Regions from separate parts of the Pan troglodytes genome. Here region 1 is linked to region 2. The links are chromatin contacts, called in public Hi-C maps. All regions are on one chromosome and are shown on one strand. The core of a region is the stretch at or near the end of the contact, and the rest is flanking DNA. Distances in the headings are between cores, read along the strand shown.

Region 1 (7,510 bases), core at 2,535-5,034, 80 kb before region 2:
AACAGAAAATGTTAATAGCACTACATGTATTAAATAACTGAATTCATTATTTAAAATTTCCCACAAAGAAAACTACATCTACATGAGCTTCACTGATAAAATTCACTGAACCAGATAAAATAATCCTATACAAACTCTTGGAAAATACAGGAGACAAGAACACTTCCCAACTCATTCTATGAGGCCAGCATTACCCTGATACCAAAACCAGACAAAGACATTACCAAAAAAAAAAAAAAAAAAAAAAAAAAAAAAAAAACCCAAAAACACACACAAAAAACAAATTTCTTAACACAGTATTAGCAAGTCAAATCCAACAATATATAAAAAGGATAATACATAATGCCCAAGAAGGGTCTGTCCAAGGAATGCAAGCTTAGTTTAACATTCACTAGAGAAAAACCATGTGATCATCTCAAAAGATGCAGAAAAAGCATCTGACTAAATTCCATGGCCATTCATGATTAAAACAGTCAACAACGTAGGAATAGAAGATAATTTCTTCTATCTGATAAAAGGCATCTACAAAAAAACCGACAGGTTTTCTCCTTAAGATCAGGATTAATATTGTTACTGAGGGTCTTAGCCAGTACAGTAAGACAAGAGAAAGAAATAAAATGCATTCACATTTAAAAAGAAAGAAGTAAAATACTCAGAGATGGTGGGTTGGGGACTTAAAAAAAAAATCTTAAGAAGCCTATAAGCTACTACATCTAATAAATGAATATAGCAAGGTCACAGAATACAAAGTTAATACACTATAATCAATTTTCTTTCTATACACTAACAACAAACAATTGAACAAAAAAATTTAAAACTTCTGCTCTTTGAGAGACAGTGTTGAAATAAAATGCAAGCCACAAATTGGGAGAAAATATCTGACAAAGGATTTGTAACCAAATATATCAGGAACTCTTACAATTCAATAAAAATAAAACAACAATCCAATAAAATAATGAGTAATGAAGTGAACATATGCTGCACAAAAGAAGATACACAACTGGGCAATAAGCACATGAAATATTGCTCAATACCATTAGTATCAGGGAAATGCAAATTTCAACTTCTATGAGATACCACTGAATAGTCAGAAGAAATTTTAATTTCAGCTAGACTGAACTACTAAGTGTTGGTGAGGATGTAGGGCAACTGTAACTGTAATACATGCTTCTATATACAAGGTATACAATCACTTTGTGAAACAGCCTGGCAGTTTCTTACACAGGAAATGTACATTTAACATACAACCCAGTAATTCTCCTTTTGTATGCATCCAAAAGAAATGAAAACATATATTCACCCCTAAACTTGTATACAAATGCATAGCAATTTTTTTCATGATAGTCAAAAACAAAACAACCCAAACTCCATCAACAGATAAACAAACTGTGGTACAGCCTTACGATGGAATACTATTTAACATTACATATCCATGACATCGGAAAAAATCATAGATGAATCTCAAAAGCATTAAGCTAAATGAAAGAAGCCAGGCACATACACACTGTATATCTTTGGTATGATTCCATTTACATAAAATTCTAGAGAATATGAACCTAATCTTAAATGACAAAAGAATTTCGTTGCCTAGGAATGCAGTGGCGGTGTAGGTGTGGGGGAAATTGCGAGAAGCCTTTCATTTCCTCCACTAAAAATAAAGCATCCCTTTACTTTCCCATAGGATATTCAACATACTTGGGAAACTCACGATATTATACCTTGGGCCCCATCAATATTGTCTATTGCTACCGAAGATGCAAAGGTTCTACAGGACTGTCTACCACAAAATGGGATCAGACTAAATTTTCTTAGTGAATGCTGAATGAATAAGTGATACGAGAATGAAAATTCTTTAGGGTGACTTCTGGGCATGAACTTTGTTCAATGTGGTTATACTAACCCCCGGGACCAAGAGCAGTGGCTATAAAAGCCCATGTTCCTAGGTCAAGAGCCTTTACATGTGAGGAAGTGAAGGTGCTTACAACTGAGGTAGATATTCTATTTTAAGGAGGTAAGGGGAGCAGTAATGACCAACCACTATACATTCTTGGGCAGCGCTTTTCTACATCTCAGCCAAAGTTCTATTTCCTGCCAAATTGGGGACTAAAACATTTTCTACTCAGGCCTATTCTATTTTCTTCAAGTTCACTCTTAAACTCTTCTCAGAATCATCAGACAAGAACTGTATACATACTGTAAAGCTCATGAAGCTTAAGCATCAGGGTTGCTTACTTACACAGTTCCTGTAACAAGGAGGCATTTTGAAATAAGCATTTCTGGCAAACTGCGTAAAGAAATCACTACAGAAAGGGACCTAATCTCCAAGACTCCCATAGTTTTGTTGTGATTCACTCATTCTGAATATTCACTTTCATATCTAATTTTGAAGTATTTTTCTTGAAAGGGGAATCTCCTCTCCCAAACTGAATGAGGAGGAAGCGAAGCTAATTCCCAAAGATTAATAAAGAAAAAGGTAAATGTAGAGCAAAAAGGTACTTAGAACTTTCATAAAACATCTCCTAACATTCCCCTTCCCCCCGCCAACCCCTCCATCCCCCGCCCAAAAAAGATCCATCTTTAGAAAACAGAGGATGTCAAAGATCCAAAAAAAACAATGTGGAACGCCACCCTTGGTTTTTAAAGAGGGGTGGTGGTGGTGAAAAGGTGAGATAAACTCGGACAAATCAGAGGGGCTGAAAGACAAGGGAGGAACGTCCTTGGCTGCTCTGTTTAAACCAAGGCAAGATCCTCCCTGGGAACACCAGGTTTCTATCACAGACCGGGTCCTGGGACACCTAGTGAAACAAACGCACAGGGGTCCGCTCTCCAGGTGGTAGGTGCAATCTCCCAGCTTGTCCCTTCCTATTTTGCAGAGCACACGACTTGCCCTAGAGCCATGGCTGGGAAAAGGTGGAAGGGCGAGACCAGGCAGTAATGAGTGGGGAGAGAGAAGGGGAGGAGTAGGGTGGGAGGGAACGACAGAGACGCTCCAGAAGGGGCACACGGTGAGAATGCGCAAGACGGTGTTTTACAACCTTAGATCTCCCTCCCCCAAAGTAATAAATAGCCAGGGTCTAGGTGAGGTGAAGTGCAATAAGAAAAAGTAAATATGGAACATGAGATGTCTGTTTTACTCAGCCTTTGCATGTGTCAGACTGAAATTTCAGAAAACGTCACCAAACTTCCAAAAAGCATCCCCAGTAAGAAAGACGGACTTGAGACCCGGTGAAGAAAACCAAGGGGGTAAGGGTAAAGGAGCCCCTGAATTCCGCAGTGAGGCGATGAGTGCTGGTGGCTAGCAAAGGGAGCGGGGCTGAGACACGCTCGGGGAGTCCTGTAAGGGGAGGAAAGTCCACCCGGCCAGCTTCTCCCCTGCTGCCCGCCTGCGTCACACAACTCAGAGCGCGCACCCGGGGTCCGCGGCGTACCCGCAGCGCCCGCCCGCGTCCTCTCGCTCGTCCGCGCCTGCCTCGCCGGGCGCGCCCCTAGCCCCTGCCGGACCCTGGACGGCAACTAGCCGGCGCCCGCGCGGGCGACCCCAGCCCGGAGCCACCACCGCCGCGGCCGAAGCGAGCGCCACCTCCTCACACTCACCACGGCGCTCCATCCCGCGTCCCGGACGCGGACGGCCGCCCCACACCTACGGCCGCCGCCACCGCCGAGGGCTGGAGCTCGCCGCCCCCATCCCCCACGGCCCGCAGACGCCCGGCCAAGTGGCAGCCGCAGCCACAGACACCACCACCACCACAGCGGCCGCCGCCTTTGCAGCTACCGCCACGGCTGCGCCGGCCGCCTGCCCCGCCCCTTGGAGCCCAGCCCATTGGCCTGGCCCGCGCTCCCGGGGGGCGGGGTCGGCGACCGCGGCAGGTTGGGGCCGGCGACCGCGGCAGGTTGGGGCGGCTGCTCGCTCGCGCGCAGAACGCGGCGGTCAGCTGCGCCCGGCCTGAAGTTGTCCCAACCGCGGCCGCGTCGGTCGCCCTTTTGACTTGCAGCAGGGCGGGCAGAGCGACTTAGAGGAAAAGTGACTTTTTGTACCCTCCTGCAGGGAGCAGGTTCTCTGTCCTTGTTTAATTAGACATTTCTCAGGTGGGCACTTTGAATTCCTTCCAGTCAAGACTCAGGTGTTCAACTTGTTTTGTCGGCCGTCTTCCTCCACCCTTCTTCTTCCATTCAAAACAAAAGTACGTTTTGTGCTTAACTTTAAAACTCCCCCCACTCTTTTCTGTCTTCAACTGATTGTCACTTTCAGCAAACCAAATAAATTACTCAAAACATCAGCTATTATACAGTCCCCGACACATGGCAGGTGCTCAGTAGATGCTAGTTGATTGCATGTCCCCTAACCACGCTACCTGCTTCTTACCATTAAGTGCTCCTTGAGTCATGGGACTGATCAACACGGTGGAGGAAGCCGCAACCAAAATAAAACATTTATCTAGATGTTGGATCACACATCATATCATGTTTGGAGGAAAACAAAACACTGCATTTATATATAATATATATTAGTAACACTTACCAACTCTACTAAGAATACCTTTCCTGTCACCTGTGCTGACACATAAGCACTCCATGAATATTAGCTGATTAATGGGTAAAATTATGGAAAGGGAATTTGGAAAAATCACTTAATGGCATCTTCCCTTTAAATATTTTTCAAAAAGATTAAATATCTGTCATATTCTTCACCCTTCTTCGTTAGGAGAAATATATTTGAAAACATTGTCAAAGGAAGATGTTTTTGTTTTGTTTTGTTTTGTTTTAGAGAGAGGGCCTTGCTCTGTGCTCAGGCTGGAGTGCAGTGGCACAGTCATAGCTCACTGAAGCCTTGAACTCCTGGACTGAAGGAATACTCTCATCTCAGCCTCCTGAGTAGCTGGGACTACAGGCTCGTGTCACCACATCCAGCTCTGTTGTTTATTTTTATGTTTTGTAGAGATGGAGTCTTCGCCATGTTGCCCAGGCTGGTCTCAAACTCCTGGCCTCAAGGGATCCTCCTGCCTCATCCTCCCAAAGTGCTGGGATTAGAGGCATGAGCTACCACACCTGGGTCATTTTTATAAGTAAATATGATTATTAACTGAGAAAGGGTGAATGTCAAACATCTGCTAAGTGGGATAAATGGCTGTGTTTGGCAAAGAAACTAAAAAATAAGGGGCAATATCTCCACCAAATCCTCTGACACTGACTCAGCATGTGCCCTGAATCATCTTATAAGCCAACTAGGTTTTTTACCTATAAATATTTCTTCACTAAAGTGGCTCATGATCATGGTTTTGGAGGACGAGGACTAACAGACACACAAACAAGAAATCAAAGGCATAACTGGATAGTGCATTAATAATGAAGCATGTATGACAGATGATGTGGTATTGTTATTTTATAATTACAGTATATATTAACACATATCCACTCTGCTTATTGAAATATTTTTCATTCCTTCCATGATAGAGAATCCTGCCTCTGCTCTGAAGCCTTTCTGTTCGCTCCAGTGAAAATTAGTCATCCACCGGGCGCGGTGGCTCACGCCTGCAATCCCAGCACTTTGGGAGGCCGAGGTGGGTGGATCACTTGAGGTCGGGAGTTCAAGACCAGCCTAACCAGCATGGAGAAACCCCATCTCTAGTAAAAATACAAAAAATTAGCCAGGTGTGGTGGCGCATGCCTGTAGTCCCAGCTCTTGGGAGGCGGAGGCAAGAGAATCGCTTGAACCCAGGAGGCAGAGGTTGTGGCGAGCTGAGATTGTGCCATTGCACTCTAGCCTGGGCAACAAGAGTGAAACTCCATCTCAAAAAAAAAAAAAAGAAAGAAAATTAGTCATCCTATTTGACATCATATTGTACATAGGATACTATTCTTGTGGCACTTATGGTTTTGGTGCCATGGTTTTTGGCAGTGTTTATGCTAATTAGATTGAAAGTTCCACAGTACTACATTAGTTAGGTCTGTATCTAATACAGAATGGGCCCCCACTAAGAATTTTCTGGAGGGATGTTGAGGGCATGAATGGTAGGCCCAGAAGTAAAAATTCTTCCAGTGTGATTTTTTTTTTAAATCACAAACTGCACTCAACTTGGTTGTATCTAGTAGAACCAAATATGATGGTCACAAAAACCTCATGTCTAAAGCAAAGCCTATCCCAGATATCCTGTTCCCTGAGGTGAAGGGACTGATCACAAGTGTGCATGTTCCATGTGGGTGGTGGAGGTGGGAGCCCAGCCCCACAGGGGAGCAGAGTGGACAGGTGCTCTTCCCCTCTGCCACACTTCAACAGCAGTCTGTTTAGGAGGGACCCACATTGTCCATCATGTCTGTTGTATTTTTATTGATTCCACAAATATTCACTGAATACCTCTAATGTGCCAGGCATTGTTCTGAGCACAGGGGATATATCAGGGAATTTTAAATCCACCCTTAGATTCTCCTCAACCATGATGAATAATGCCTGGGAGAGGGGAAGAAGTAATGGAAGCCTGCACGGGTGGCCCCAAGGCAGGCAGTCCTTGGACTCCCTGGACTGCGGCTGTCCTTGACCTCACTGCTGGGGCATGTAAAAGGAACGACTCAGAGTCTAACAGGCCACAGTGAGTACAAAGCCTCCAGATTCCAAGGTGGACAAAACTCACCAAGCAGGTTATTAATCTTGATTCCATGATGGGTGTAATTGAGAAACAAGGAATCAATTCAGACCTCATGCTGGAAATGAATGTGAAAGACATTACCAACATCCAAGAATTCTGTGCTGTCATAAGGACAGGAAACTAAGATTGACAAAAATAAAGAAATATTTGAGTATATAGATGAAGATATCATACTCATGTTACGTCCAAATTAAGTTACTACATTTCGAACTCCAATTTTTAATGTGTTTTAAACTTTCTTATAAGATTTTGATGATATAAACCTCTGTGCTTGAGCCATCACATACCATAACCCTACCTGATGTCTTAGTAATATGTATAAGGTAACTCCCCTAATAATTAATGGTCAGTGCCAAAAATAATATTAGCCTTAAAAATGCAATTATTGATACTACTGTGAATAAAAAGATTATGGTGGTAGTAATAATAACTAGCCATTTATACTTTACTCCGTGCTAGTAAACTATAAATGTCTAGTTATTGTGCTAGTGATACACTTTTAATTATACTTTACATTTCATAAATTATTCAGTCCTCACAATAACCTATGAAGTGCTATTATCATACCCATTTTTTTTTTTTTTTTTGAGAGGGAGTCTTGCTCTGTCACCCAGGCTGGAGTGCAGTGGCGCAATCTTGGCTTACTGCAAGCTCCGCCTCCCGGGTTCACGCCATTCTCCTGCCTCAGCCTCCCAGTAGCTGGGACTATAGGTGCCCACCACCACGCCCGGCTAATTTATTGTATTTTTAATAGAGGCGGGGTTTCACCGTGTTAGCTAGGATGGTCTCGGCCCCCCAAAGTGCTGGGACTACAGGCGTGAGCCACCGTGCCTGGCCTATCATACCCATTTTATAAATGAAAAGCTGAG
Region 2 (6,845 bases), core at 3,900-6,399:
TAACTTGGAAAGAAAGGTTAGGAAGAAGCTTAACATCTGGCTAGCCAAGCCTTGGTTTTAGATTCCAGAGTTGATACAGAGCAATTCAGAAAAGTGTCTTTTGGATTTAAAGCATTGTTTTTGCTCAGGATCTCGAGTTACCTTCAAAAAAATTAAATAAGATAAGCCCACATCCTTGCTTAAAACATTCATCAACTTTCAATTCAATTCCATTCAACGGCTATTGATTGAAGACCTGGCCCTGAAGACCAGAGCCGGAATGCCAGGCCCTGTTCTAGATGTTGGGGATATGTCAGTAAACAAAGCAGACAAAACTTTCTGCCTCACCGAAGCTTAGAGGGAGGTAGGAGTGAGGTGGGGGAGGCAAACAAGAAAGATAATGAATAAATAACGTATTATTTCTGTGTTAGAAGGTGATAGATGTAATGGAAACTAATTGGAGCAAGGGGGTGTTGCAATTGAGAGGGGAGGGACAGAGGAGGCCTCCTTGAGAAGGTGGGTGGAGCAAAGTCTTGGAGGAGGTGAAAGGTGTGGCCATGAGACCATTTGGGAGAAGAGGAAATGCCTTCCATATCATGACCTCACCCAGCACCCTCTCACCCTGTGGCCCTCCCACACGGATCTCCAGCAGCCCCTGCAGTCTCCTCCCCACCTCCAGGCTTCACACACATTGTTTCATCCTCAGGACTGTATTTTCCTTCCCTGTCTCTTGACCAACTCCTCATCCTTCCGACCTCAATCTAAATGCCACCTCCTCTGGTGGGCTTTTTTTTGCTGCCCCTCATCCATTATAACTTAGATGCCCTGCCACAGTCATAGCCCTCCCTTCAGATACTTAATAAATACTGTTTGAATGAATGAACAAAGAAAAGGGCTCAAAGCGGGTGTTGAGGACAGGGATTCTGACTCATTGATTTATCCCCAGTGCTGGGCACATTGTTGAAGGTATTTGGTAGACTTTATCTTCATAAATAAGCTCCATTATCAAGGATGGATAGAAGGATTATGTTATGGCTTACTTAAATTTAAGCATAATAATACTATGAACAAGATTTGTTAAAGGGGGAGTGAAGCATTAAATTGTGTTAGGGGAATGAATTCCCTCCTTCCTTCACTTTTTCCGATGAAGCAGGCCTTGGTTTCAGTCCTTGGCCCAGACGAGCCCTTTTCAAGGAACATTTCCCACCAGTGACGGTGCCTTCCTGTCTGAGATCAGCATGTCCTTCAATTTATTCTGCAACTCAGTCAAATTAATTAAAACTAGATTTGTCCTGAGAGTTTGTTCGTTAAGGTGTCACTGTATATCAAATTCCCAATTATCTGGGATAATTAAAACATCCTAAATTTTTCCCCGAATTATTTATACTTTTGGGAGTATCCCCTTGTAGGGTTCAGGACACACTACCCCAAAATATGGCACCTTGGCACTTCAGAAAACCCCAGAGGCAGGAAGGTTACTCTCACCTTCCCCTTGCCTTTCTCTTAGAAGCAGGTCATAAAACCTTCTTTCCAGAGGTGCCCACCCTGTAGCCAGGGGGAAGGAACGTCCCTGTCTTTGAAGACACAGAGACACAGAGAGGAATCTGAACAAACAAGCCTTGCTAAGTTCCCCCTAGTTTATTAGCATTAGATCATACAGTTTTGTCTAATCATCTCCACAATCATCCACTTATTCATCAAACTTAGCATAAAAACCCACAGGTTTCTCTGTCTCTTTGGATCTTCATTTCCGAAGCTATGCCATATAAAACTTACATATTAAATACATTTATATGTTTTTCTTTTTTTAATCTGTCTTTTGTTATAGATGCCTCAGCCATGAACCCAGCAATGAGTGAGAAATTTTTCCTCCCTTATACTCCAAAGGTATATTTTTATTGCTATTTGCTCAGGAAATGCCATAAGGATGATTTAACGATTTCAAATCACCACCTCATTTGACATGCATTTTAGGTAACATAAAAATCATGCAATATGATTGAAACAAAAGAAATTAATTAGAGCAAAGAGAAAAATACAAGCAAGGCAGTAAAGTGAAACAAGAAATAAAACCACCCACCACTCACGACACGGAAATTCCAACTGTAAAGACTCAAGTCTTTTCTGGAGGGGGATCACAAATTTGGCTCTGAGCAATGAAGAAAACAGACCAGTTATAGGATTCACAGTGTTTTATAACATACATACCACGGTCTCAGGAGCCTTAAGACCTGAAAGACATTTCTCCCATATGTCCTCAAAAGGGACACTGATGTCATGAATGACACTTAAAGCAGATGAGTTTCCAATAGCTGTTTCTTATGGTATCACTCCAGGAGCCTTTAACCTAGGGCCTAATGACAAAGTGAGGTCCTTTAAAATTCAGTTCTCTGAGGGAATAACAAGATGCAGTTCACAAATGAAGTTTTTTAAGTATCTGACTTGATGCACAGATAAAGTTTAAAATATCTAAAAGAAGGCCAAGTGTGGTGGCTTCCATTTGTAATGCCAGCACTTCAGGAGGCCGAGGTGGGAGGCTTGCTTGAACTCGGGAATTTAAAACCAGCCTGGGCAACATAGGGAGACCCTTTCTCTATAAAAAATGTAAAAATTAGCTGGGCATGGTGGCTCATGCCTGTGGTCCCAACTACTCAGGAGACTGAGGCAGGAGGATTGCTTGAGCCCAAGAGGTCAAGGCTGCAGTGAGCTGTTATCACCACCACTGCACTCGAGCCTGGGAGACAGAGTGAGCCTCCATCTTGAAAAAAAATAAAAGAAATAAAAGAAAAAGGAAAGGAAAGGGAAGGAAGGAAGGAAGGAAGAAAGAAAGAAAAGAAAAGAAAGAAAGAAAGAAAGAAAGAAAGAAAGAAAGAAAGAAAGAAAGAAAGAAAGAAAGTTGGATGGCCTGCATCTCTCCCTAAATGTTGTTTTCGCCAATCAAACTTCCTTAAGAATTAAGCAGCAGAGAAGTCAAGGATAAATTGTCTGGCAGGTACCCAATATCTGAAACTCTATACTTCTGATTAGATGCGGATGTACACCTAAGAACTTGGCATCCACTTGTGAAAGTGAAGGTTCCTAACCAGGCCATGTACTTGTATAGACCTACGTCCTCAAAGAGGCAGACCACAGTGTACCCATGGGTAGGGGCCAGATTTCCTTCAGGAAATAGTCCACAGTTGCTGTAACATGACAATAAATGAATAGCCAAGATCCATGAAGTGGCCATGGTGTGGGACATAGATAACAACCCTCCCACCAACATTAGACACTGCACAGTTAGTTTTCTGTTATCCTGTTTTGGTTTTATCATATATACCTCCCCACCCATTAGAGTAGTTAGTTGAGAATTGACTGTTAAAAATGAAATCAACCTGCCGAGAAAAAGTCATGTTGGATGAATCACTGGGGCCCTAGGCTGTTGGCTTCATGTTTAATTTGGATGCTTCCCAATCCAATCTTGAGTAGGTCACCCCATATAGCTTCCTCCATCAGCAGGATGATTTTGTTTTAGAAAATATGTACACTTGGTAAACTGTCAAAGTGAGTTGTACGTAAGGTATGTGTTGTTCAGAGGGAGAAAATATTTTCAGCACTACTTGAAGTCTTTATACCTGACAATGCATTAAGAATTCAACACAGTAATCTTATTGTTTTAGCTGTTGCTTTTACCATTACTCATGCAGCATGACTGGGAAAAAAATTAATGATCCCCCCCACCCCCACAGTGTTTGGTGTGTGTGAGTTTAAAAAAAAAATCTTTTGGTTTGGGATGAATGCGTCGAACAATCCACCATCTGGTGTACAAATATTTTTATAGACACGAATCCAAATACCACAAAATCAGTGCCATGGCTCAGGTTCTGTGAATCTTTTTCTGAGGCAGACTTTTTATTAAATGTGATTATTCTTGAACTATGAGACTCTCTGCAGGAGCATTAAGATTTAGCCTTGAGAACAAAACTCTTTATGTTGACCAATATTTTTAAAAAGATGGAAAGAACTCTCTCTGGAGCTAATTTCAAGGAGGACAAAAAAGAATTTTGTTTTTGTTTTTGCTTTTTTGTTTACATACTAAGCATACACAAACTGAATCAGTGAAAACTTCTGTTACATTCCTGCTGTAATCCTGGCTAGTGGAAGAAGATAAGATATCAGTAAGCTCTGTGGGCATCAAGTTTCGGCCCTGTCAGGTGTAATCAGAACCCTGGTCTTAAAACGAAGGCCTCCACTCCACCTCCTCAGGCAGAGGACACTTCATTCCCCAGCCCCAGGCACCGAGAGGAAAAGGAAGGATCCATCCTGTAAGAGCAAAATAAAACAAAATAGCAACACTGGGTTTGTGTGTTCCCTTTAACTCTTGACACCCTGGAATTAATGCAAAGTGGTCTGTATTTAATATCGAATTCCCTCCCCTCACAATGCGATAATGACAAGAGATTTTTAGAAGGTGTGGATTGTAGTTTTAGAAAATTAAGATTCTCCTCTGAACCTAATGTAAAGAAAATTGATGAGTCTGTGCATTTGATGGGATTCCTAGGTCAGCACCATGTCGTGAAGACATTTTCTGAGATAGTGAGTTTGCTCAAAATGTCACTCCAACTTTTAAAGCATGGAGAAAATTGCTTGTCAGTGAATGTACCACTCAGAGCAAAATAGAATTTTTATTGCTAGATTTCCTTTCAAAGTTAAAAATAAGGATAAACAGAACCAAACGGCTGTTTGGGGGAATGTAGTGATCTGGGGAAGAGAATGATGGCATATCGTTGGAGCTTCCAGCTTTGCTAGTGGAACTCACTGGAATGTCCATGAAAATCACCACAGAGCTCAGACATAGTTCTTAACTGGCAAAACTGTCCTAAAATGACTGGACTCTGATGCAGCTGCCTTGGGAGAAGTGGGAGAAATAACAGTCCCACTTCAGCGATCGGCAAACTAAGGTACAGTGGAAATTGAGCGGTCAGGCAAGGGTCACCAAAACTCAGTGGTGAGCGGGAGACAGGCCCAAAGAGCTGAGGAAGTGTAAACTCCGGTGATAAGGCGATAACTTGAGGAAATTAAAACCCCGTAGTGTGGGAAAGAACAATTAGCCAAGACAGAGGGGCAGGAAGGAATACAGAATGAATTACAATCAGAGGAAACTAGCCAGCAACAAAAGAGATGAACTGGCGGGGGCGGGCGAGAGGGACGGGAGAAGTGACTTAAGAATGCTGGCTTCTCTGGGTTCCATCACCGCCTTCTTGTTAGGTCGCCGTCGCTGCGATCATGATTTAACCCCTTCATGCCTCGGAGTGTCTAACTCCAAGGCAGCTATCTTTATCCATGAAGTTCTTTGAGATTGTGCCACGAATATGATGAATTCCAGATAAGAATGACTGCACCATTAGTTTAGAAAAAGTTACCCCCACCCCCCCAAAAAAGACAGAAGTTTAAGCTTCTATAGATTAGCAAAATATTTCCATCAGAAACATAAGAAGGAACATGTAAAACACAAGTATCAGCAAATGCAGATGTTTTAAGACCAAGAAGAAAGTGTTCATGAAAATGAAATATTTTAAAGGAAAACATGTAAAAGTGTTTAAAACTAATTTTGATGACTATCAAGATGACCTAAGGGGATGAAATGTCCTATAACTAGTAGGAAATGATAGAAAAAAAGTATGATTGTTTTATGAAAATAATAATTTGCTTATTTTAAGTCAATGAGTTTGTCACACATGATTATGGGCACTAGAGAAGATATGCTATGAGCCCAAAATTAAATTGTCTTTTACTTCAATCCTAAAAATCAGCAGGCAGAAAGCTAAGAGGAAGCTCTTCTTTAATCAACCAAGATGCTAAAATCATGGAGAGAAAGGCAAAAAAGATAGACCACAGCAGCTAAGTCATTCAAAAGAAGGGGGAGAGTTGATTTCATAGAATGAAGTGGAATGAAGATGCTAAGTAGGAGTAGAAAAACATGATACTATTACAAAGGGTTGATTGAGCAACAAAGTGGGTAATAAGGCAAATTAAACATTCTTATAAATCCTGTGTCCAGGAAATGAATTAACTGCTCAGACTAATAAATGAAGAAGCATCACACAGAAGATAATGATTAAATGTCACCATGGGAAAACAGAAGGTTCCCGGTTTATAAAACCAGCACACTTAAAAAGAAGAAAAGGGTGGGGGCATTTGAAACAATACTAAGAGGCTTTAAAAGTGAACTGAAAAAAAAATGTAAAGTAGACAGTGATGGAAGGACAGCCTTAGAAGACACCTCAACGATACAAGATTCTTTAAATATCTTAAAGGGATTGTGGGTAAGGAGGAGCATCCAGGAAATTGAAACATTAAACTCGGGTTTATTTTAATTTATTTTACCTTAATTTTTTGGTCTTGCCTTCATGAGGCCAATAAATGTACCAGAAATGGAAACAGTGTCAGAGAGTGATAAATTAAGAACAATGAGGAATTCCCTTCCAATAAATTAAGATAACTCAAGAAAAGACAACTCCTGAGTGGGAAGAAAAAGCTGCAGAGATTAATACTGCCTTCATGTAGCATTTGGATGGCTCCTAGGAATCATAAAGATACCTGGGGAAATCAGAGCCAAGTAAATCTAGTACCTTTCAAAAAACAATGGACTACGGAGGAAGCAGAAAAATGCTAGCCTTGCAACTCGGGAGCAATTGAAATATTTAAAGTATAGATAAAGCAACCAAGGTGGAATTACCAAATACCTAGAAATATATGAGTTCAGCAGACAAAACAATCAAATTTTAGGGAAAGTGACCTCCTGAATAAAATCCTTATAGAAGTTTTCAGGCTTTTGAATTTTGGCCACTATACTACAGTTTATAGAGAAGATGAATAAATGGACA

The links. Hi-C and Micro-C count contacts between places; a contact is called where the count stands out from the background.
Region 1: a contact with region 2 is called in a Hi-C map of induced pluripotent stem cells, with 2.5 times the contacts expected there. The contact joins the promoter of ARHGAP29 here to the enhancer-like site in region 2. A contact is called at or near these places in 4 of 7 Hi-C or Micro-C datasets (blood, induced pluripotent stem cells and stem cell-derived neural progenitor cells), 1 of 1 datasets of contacts at active chromatin or transcription factors (stem cell-derived excitatory neurons) and 1 of 1 other capture datasets (stem cell-derived neural stem cells).

The regions. Positions count from the first base shown.
Region 1 is chr1:136,928,646-136,936,155 of NHGRI_mPanTro3-v2.0_pri, reverse strand. It overlaps ARHGAP29 (Rho GTPase activating protein 29), which reads right to left and starts at 3,784. Exons shown (of 24, transcript XM_054668034.2): 1 at 3,595-3,784.
Region 2 is chr1:136,850,720-136,857,564 of NHGRI_mPanTro3-v2.0_pri, reverse strand. It overlaps LOC107967393 (a long non-coding RNA gene), which reads right to left. Exons shown (of 3, transcript XR_001707746.2): 3 at 3,867-4,281. Among named protein-coding and RNA genes, the nearest start is that of ARHGAP29, 78 kb to the left of the region's middle. Within about 2 kb of position 5,149, at least 4 of the 24 cell types and tissues checked have an H3K27ac peak or open chromatin away from gene starts, as enhancers often do. A contact at or near this core is called in induced pluripotent stem cells, where this site is marked.